2 separate regions of the Rattus norvegicus genome follow, and region 1 is linked to region 2. The links are chromatin contacts, called in public HiChIP or PLAC-seq maps. All regions are on one chromosome and are shown on one strand. Each heading gives the region's core, a stretch centred on a gene start, on an enhancer-like site or on the middle of the called end of the contact. The rest is flanking DNA. Distances are from core to core; before and after follow the strand shown.

Evidence for each region. HiChIP or PLAC-seq counts read pairs in DNA pulled down with a chosen protein or histone mark.
Region 1: a contact with region 2 is called in an H3K27ac HiChIP or PLAC-seq map of oligodendrocytes, with 7 times the contacts expected there. The contact joins two enhancer-like sites. A contact is called at or near these places in 2 of 12 Hi-C or Micro-C datasets (frontal cortex and kidney) and 1 of 1 datasets of contacts at active chromatin or transcription factors (oligodendrocytes).

What each region holds. Positions count from the first base shown.
Region 1 is chr6:19,196,143-19,199,977 of GRCr8, forward strand. All of the region lies in intron 1 of Slc8a1 (solute carrier family 8 member A1), which reads left to right. Among named protein-coding and RNA genes, the nearest start is that of Slc8a1, 170 kb to the left of the region's middle. Within about 2 kb of position 2,254, at least 33 of the 93 cell types and tissues checked have an H3K27ac peak or open chromatin away from gene starts, as enhancers often do.
Region 2 is chr6:19,006,731-19,011,035 of GRCr8, forward strand. It overlaps a transcript of Slc8a1 not described here. Among named protein-coding and RNA genes, the nearest start is that of Slc8a1, 15 kb to the right of the region's middle. Within about 2 kb of position 2,736, at least 5 of the 93 cell types and tissues checked have an H3K27ac peak or open chromatin away from gene starts, as enhancers often do.

The sequences.
Region 1 (3,835 bases), core at 1,004-3,503, 190 kb after region 2:
TCTACGTCCAAAGATTCTTCTTTATTGTCAGCTTTTATTCCTTGAGACACTCTTTGATGTTCACAGTAAATTACCTATGGATGCTGATGTCAAAGGGAGTCAGAATTTGAGACCTGGAAAACTGATACAAAAAATATACCATTCCTTCTCAAATCATCCAGTTCGAGGGAAAAGCCTGTAGAGGCGAGAGAGATTAGTCATCTTCATGTAGCAAAGGTATAAAACATCTTCCGTGACACAAATTCTGGTTCCTATTGGTTTACATTTGAGCTCACTTGTACAGATAAGATGTGGTCATTCTACTGGCTTTCTTGTATGTAGCACTTGTCCCTAACTTAACCTTACAGCTCTTGGCCAACCACTGTCTCCAACATACCACTTATTGTCTAGAAATCATGTCCTATATCCCATACTTAAGTAACTCTAACCAACTCTACATGCAGTTAATTATAAAAGAGTATTGTTGCATGAAGATGGGCTTTAAATTCACGTGACTTAGTCTGAGATTGTGAAATTTTGAAATGTTCTCTAAGCGACAGAGAATAAGCAAATCTCTATACCCATTCACAGTCTATGCTTCCTTTATTGTGTTGAGCAATGAATATCAGAGAAACACCAAAATAGGGAGCTATTATCACATGTCTTTCCTCAAACTGCCGATGTTCTTTTCCCCTTCTTTATCTGCCTCTGAGCCGTATTGAAATACTTTCTTTCACTTCCTCTCCTCCCACTTCTAATATGTACTTAAGTGTAGAAAACCTTTACATATTTAAAAAGCAAGAGTAAGTACCTTGGTTGCTGTTCCATTGCTGTGAAGAGACACCATGACCACAGAAACTCTTATAAAGGAAAGCACTTAAATCCTGGCAGTGGTAACACACATCTTTAATCCCAGAATTCAACAGACAGAAGCAAGCAAATCTGTGAGTTCAAGACCAATCAGCCTGAGAAACCCTTTCTCAAAAAAAGAAGAGGAAGAGAAAGAAGAGGAAGAAGAATAGGAGGAGGAAGAGGAGATGGAGGAAAGACCAAAAGAAAGCATTGAACTGGGGCCTTGCTTACCATTTCAGAGGCTTATGCTCATTTTCATTATGAAGAAGGCCATGGTAGCACACATCACACTTCACCTGAGCAGTAGCTGAGAGCTGCACCTGACCCGTAGGCAGCTTTAGTCATCAGGCCGGGTACCTAGGAGTGAAAAGTCTTTTCACACTTAGATGCCCACTGATTTCACTTCTGTCTCTGGTATCTTATTTTAGTCCTAAAGGTAAGAGGGCCTTGATTTGGGCTTTAGAAACCTGAAAGACCATCCCCATTGACACACTTTATCCAACAAAGCCAAACCCAATCCAACTAAACAACACCTCCTGATTCTTTTAATCCTTTCAAATAGTGCCAATTCCTGATGACCAAGCATTCAAATATATGAGTCTATGTGGACCATTCTTATTCAAACCACTACAATACATTTGTTGAATAATATGTTATGAAAATTACTTTTATTTCTGATGCCTTTTTTTCCATAAAACTTTGATTAAGTTTTATAGTATTATGTGTATACTAAGTGACAGTGTCATGCCATATTTTATTTATGCATCACTTCCTTTAATTCTTTCAGGAAAAATTCTCTATATAATTTTGTGCCCAATATATTTATATCACTTCTATTAAACAAGATAAAACACTATCGTAAAGGATGGACTCAGAAAAATCCAACAGGGTCCTGTCTTGGGTCCATACCTTGCCATCTGCTTATAACTTCACATGGCTTGAACTGTTATCATATACACCAAACCAGACTAGGAAATTAACTGTGCACAAAGAAAAGGGCAGAATTATAATCAGACCAAAACCATGCAAGAAAGAAGACTTGGAAAGGTCAATAGGCATTCCAAGAAGTAAACTGAAGGGGAACCAGAGCCAGGAAGAAATCTGGCAGAGCAGGAAGTTCTGAAAGTCAGAGCCCAACTCCTCATGTGATCACCCAAAAAGGCAACAAATGCTCTCATTATTCTGTGTTCTCTGGGAGAGTGTGAATGGATGCTGCAGCAGGAGAGTCATTTGCATTTCAAATTTGCCCCTCTCTGATTTTCACTTCACATCAAGAACACTTTTAAGAGTCACTAAAGGGCCTTTTCCTCCCTTAAATTGTGGCTTCAAGCTTACACACCTTCTTAATTGTCCTATTGGCTCTTGAAATCATGTGTGATCATGGCATCTTGCTTCAAAGTCCTGCTAATCTATTATAATCACAAACTGTAGATGGTCTCCCTAGAATCTTTTGAAACATGAAGTTAGTTCACCCTCTGAGCCAGTAGGCTATGGGCTGTAAGTTAACTGAAAATCCCACGAGTGAGGACCTTCCTCATGTGATGTTATCAAGGCTCCTTCCTGTTTTGACTGTGGCCCTCAGTATCTTTATTTCAGAGGTCAAATGTCCAAGAGCCTTCGTTATCAGGCCAGATACCTAGGGGCGAACAAACAGTATTTACACCTCTAGATGCCCACTGATTTCACTTCTGTCTCTGGTATCTTATTTTAGTCCCAGTGCTCTATCTCTGCTTTCTGCTTCTCGGGTTCTTGCTTCTGGTACTAGCATTTTAGGATGATCCAAGGAAACATTTGGGGAAAGCTCCCTTGGATTGTGCAATCCATATTTAGCAATGTGATTAATTGGTATGTTCTCAAAATGAATGTGATTGACATAGCATCGAGTAAGAAATAATTCTTTTTCTTTAATTACATGGGGAGGGGAGTTAAGAGGGTAATAGGGCAGAGAAAGTCAGAGAGAGAGAGAGAGAGAGAGAGAGAGAAAGAGAGAGAGAAGAGAAGAGAAGAGTAGAGGCTGGTCTTGAGCATGTGGAGAGAAGCAAGGAGGGGAATGGGAGGAGAAGGAACAAAGCAGGAAGAGGGTAAGAGCAAGAGAGCAAGAGAGAACAAGAAGCAGCAAGAAAGCAAGAAATAATTCTTAATCTCAAAAACCGAATTCCCCCACTGAACGGAATAAAAAGGGAAATCTTTAAGGTTATCCTTCGCTTGGACTCTAAAGACCTAGAACTAATAAGGACTGATGCTCCGTAGAGACTCGAGGGTAAATGGTAAAATCATCATCTGAGGGAAGATATGTGACAATTACTTGATCAAATAGCTACTTTCCACCAATCACAACGTATGTTCCTGAGCAGTAAACTGACAACTTAAAAGAGAGACATGGATGAGTGGGGAAAGTGACCAGCTTTAAGTTTTAACTCATTAAGTGCCCACCATTTTGATATTTGTGATGTCACAGACTCATCTGAGGGAAGCAATTTCCTAACTCATTCTTTATTGACTTTGTATGGCCTTCCTCTTCTTGTTCATCTCAGTGCAAGTGTGAAAGTAGAACCTTAGTCATTCATCCCCCTGTTTAGTGAATTCTCTGAAAACAATCCAGTTTTCTGCCATTTTATGGCTTCCAGCCAATTCCCAGAAAGTCTTGTGTCTCCATGTCTTGTCGGTAAACATTTTATATCAACAAGCCTTATAAGCACAAATAATTCATTGTCAGGCCATGCTTTCTTATCTCAAAGTGGGAAAATGTGATCTTTGTACCCACAGGCAGTGTAATTACTTGCCTAAAGTTTGTAGAAGACTCATTGTATTCCATACATTCACCATATGCTTAAAGATCATTGAACAATCACAAAACTGTGAAGACTCACTGTAGCAACTGCTCAACAGGCAACAGGCTCTTTGCCTTATTAATACTTTGATGAAAGTACTCACACACACACACGCACACACACACACACACACACACACACACACACACACACACACATATATATATATTGAA
Region 2 (4,305 bases), core at 1,486-3,985:
AGGATGTATGCCTTTAGGTTCCTCTTTTAAATCCTGTGTTACTGGGATTTTGCTCTCTGGGTTTGCTAAACTTGCTTAATTTGCAGAGGTTAGCCGGGTGTGAAGGCAGAAGGAAGGACGGAAGGAGCCTGCTGCTCCTCTTTAGGGTTCTGTGGGGGAGCTAGCTGGCAGGAAAGGACCCACTGCTTTCCCGAGATGGGCTTTCCTAAACCATTTTCACTGTACAGATTCTGCCTGCTTTAATAAAGTGTTGCATTTGGATTTCTGGGTACTTTAATTAAGATCTCCCCTATAAAGAGAAGCCTGATCTCCCCCCACCCTTTCAAAATGGCTGTTGTGTCTTATTTTTAAAAAAATGAATTTAGTTTCTAGAAAAAAGAGTGAGAGAAAAAAATGAAAAAAGATGAACCCTGATAAACTATCATTCACTGCGGAGCTGGCCAGAGGTAGCAAAGGATGTTAGGTGTCCTCCGGATGATTTAGCCTTCTCTACTCTTGTCTTGGGTACTGCTTGCCAGGGCTGGGAAGAAAAGTAGTGAACTAAAGGCACAGATAGGCCGTGCTTCAGGCTCCTTTATCTGTCTGCAGACCTCACTGCTTGTGTGATTTTCCCTTGTATCAACTTGGGTTTAGGTTAAGAGGTAGCTGGAAATTCTGTTGACTATGATGGGGAAGGAAAGAGTACAATGCTGTGAGTGCTGTAACTCTAAATAAAAATAAGAAAGGAAGGTGAGGGAGACCCCGAGGACAGTGGTGCAGGAACTACCACAGTTGCTCCTTCAAGCTCAATGTGCTTTGAAACAATAAAATACATTGAGGAGAGTGTCGGCCTTTGCTAGCGAGCTATATTTAACATGTTTTTTTATCGACAAAAATAGACTTTTATTTATCTTGCAAAGTAAACGCATGGTTCCTTCCCTCTTAGTACTTAATCTGTGTCTTGGACCGAATAAATGACGAGAAGAACTCTGCAGTTTCTATAAATTGCATTCCTCCTTTAAAAAGGGGATGGATAGAATTTAAAAAAAAAGACACAGCAGTGTGAAGAAAGTACTCTGTTTGTGACTGTGGCTGTCATAGTTTTCGACTTAAGTGTGTCATTTTCACTGCTGCCATTCAGCGAGGCCAGTCTTTTCTCCTGGATGCTCTAGGTAATGCTATGCAGGCAAGAAGCAAGAACAGGTCTCAGCAAAGACCAAACTGGGGTGGAAACATTTAGAGAAGAAGCTGTTACATCAGGTTACACATTTCGTATCCTTGAGCTGTTGTATATATGTTTCTTTCAATTGTTGCTTTTGTTAAAAATTGAGTGGTCCATGTGCCACTCTCCACCACTTAGGGGCGTGTGTCTTGTGCTTCGCCGTGCTTCACCATCATCCGGTACCACCCACACGTTGTGATCCAATGTCTACTGTAAACTCAGGATGAGGTACTTGCCCCAGTAAGAACATTTATCCAGTAACCTCCTATCCATCCAAATTCTACTGCTCCCTCTTGTGGCAAGTATCTTCCCTGACTTTCTCTAGATTGCAGGGTGCTGTCTGGTTTCCCTCTGCTCCTTTAACTGTCTGCCTCTCCAGCTCTCATTATCAGTAGGACTAAGGCTAACCAGGCCAGTGGGTTACAGCACTCCCCGTTCCCACTCTCCCCTCTGAACAAAATGGTTCTGGCTCCCGGGAGATGTCTCTTAAATGTAGGGGAAGTAGATGTCAGGTGTTTTCCGTCCATTGGGATAGACCAGACTCGGGGAAATGTGAGCGTTCAGCTTTTGCCTTAGGGATTTTGATTTAAACTCAGGACTAGTCCAGTGGGGCCTCATTAAATGCAGTAGGATTATTTTCCATTCTCTCTCTCTCTCTCTCTCTCTCTCTCTCTCTCTCTCTCTCTCTTCCTCTCCCTTTCCCTCTCCCTCCCTCCCTCCTTTTCTCCCCCCGCCCAGCCATTGCTCTCTTCCCCCTTCTCCATTCTTCCTCTCTCTTTCCTGCACCTCTAGCCTCTCATGTGTGCATGTGCATCGTGTTGAAACTTTAAACTAACCATGGAGTAGTTGTGTGCAACTCAGACAGCCCACTTCCTGGGTAAGTGCTTACGGCTATGCGTTCATGGAGGAGCTTAGAACTTAAGCAGAGAGTGGCTTGAATCAATAGAGCTCACTGCTCTCTTCCATGGCAACTCTGTTTGGACTCTGACTGCTTTGCACTCGCATTTGCACCTGTCCTTTGGTCCCTCAGTTCTTGGTCCTTCTAGTCCAGAATGTGGCAAGGTAGAAAAATGTTTAGATAACACACATCCTCACTTCCTACTCAGTTTTCAAAGAAGGAAGGGAATATCCTGACTGACAAGTGAAGCAAGGAAACTATTTCTGTGGCAGAGAGCTAAGGCATCATTTATAATAAGTCATTTGAGTCTGGAAAAACAAAGCATTGATCCATTGACCAACATAGAATGTGAAACCATTAGTATGAGAGTTACTCATTTGAGTGAAGGAATTCTGACCAAATCCTTAACAAAACACAGAGGTATTGCTCAGCAAAGGGGTACTATATGTGAGTCTGCACAAGCCATTAGGTATATGTTGATCTGTGAAGTTGAAATCTCTCATGCGATCAGCTTGCAGAGAGTCCTGAGAACCTGTGATACAGCAAGACAAAGAGGAAGTGGAAGAGTTAAAACCGAGTTTCTGCCCTGTGAATGCCCTCCGGAGACTGTTCTGACAGGGAAGCGTGAGGGCCTGGGAGCAGAGCTTCTAAAGAAGAGGTCACTAACTGGAGAGTAGCAAGAAGCAGACAAACACGGATTCCTGTACTGAGGTTCTTACTCTGAAGCAAACCCCGATTCTTTTCTGGAAAAGTTAGCTTTTGTAAATCTTCTGAGAAATGGGCGAGGTATTTTCTCCAGAGCAGACCGACAAGTCTCAAATTCCTGAAGGTGCTGTACTGTAACATTTTGTGGCATTTTCGCCGATCACCTAGACAACAGCAGCTCGATGCCAAGTCAGATAAACCGGTTCCCTGCACAGTCAAGAAATCTTGGAGAATTAATGTGTATGTCGGAAGCCACTTAAAAGATGGAGCAATCACGGTGCAGATTCCACACCATTGCAAACCAAGTTCAAATAATAACTTCTTTGTTGAGTCTAATGTGAGGTCAAGTCAAAACAGCAAAGCAACCAGTGATTCAGCACCTTATACTAACCCAACCGTGGCATGGACTGAGCATTCAGGTTGTGTGAAAGACCCTGGAAAGGCAAGTCATTGCACATTTGGTGAACACTTGTCATGTCATTATCTAGACAAGCTGGTATGTTTGTGTGTGTGTGTGTGTGTGTGTGTGTGTGTGTGTGCACGTGAGTGTGCCTGTGTATGTGTACGTATGCATGTGTGTGTGCATGTGTATGTGCATGGGTGTGTGTGTGTGCGTGCGTGCGTGCGTGCGTGCGTGTGTGTGTATTCCTATTTGATGTTCAGCAAAGAAGCAAAAGAAGCATTTAAAGGTGAAGACTGGTGCAAGGTGCAGTTGAATGACTTGGCTGTGGGTGAATAAAAGAAGGTACAGAAGCCACTCCGGGATTCAGTTCTTCCTGTCGTGATCTAGAACACTCATAGATGAAATAGCCTGGTTGAGCAAGATAGGATCTGAACTGCAGAGGAAGGAGAAGCTTGGCCCCGTGACCTCCTCCAGGAGAGGAAAGGGGCTTTGGGGTCATTACAAACAGGTAAAGGGATTTAGAAAACCAATAATCCTAGTCATTTTGACCAAGTGAAGCATGCTCTAGGAATGTTATGACAAGGACAACCACAGAAAAATGTTACGAGCATCTCCACAGCCCTTGAGCTGCCCTGCACCCAGTCAGGACCATGTACACGCACTACATAGTTAGCATCAATAGTAGCTTTCGGCATTTCCCAAATGCATTTTGCGCTGGAAGGTGATATTCATTATGGTGTCACAGCATAGCCTTGAAAGACAGAGGCTGCAATGGCCAGAGGCAAGGAGAAACGGTAGACCACTAGTCAACATACTTTTTGTTTTGCTTTTTATTTGGTTTTAGAGATAAATTCTCACTTCGGAGCCCAAGTGGGCTTTGAAGTCTCCTACCTGTGACTCTAGATTTCTGGGATTGTAGGTGTAATGCTACACTAGACGTTCCTTGGTACACTCTTGGTGGTTTTTGTCATCTACTGTTGAAGGCTTTCTCTTCTGCACTCCTCATTAACACACAGGACATAGGGCCTCTCTCTGGTTGTGTTCATTCCTTACCGTAGAGCACCCAAGCCTAGTAACATGTTTAGGTCATTGGGTTGC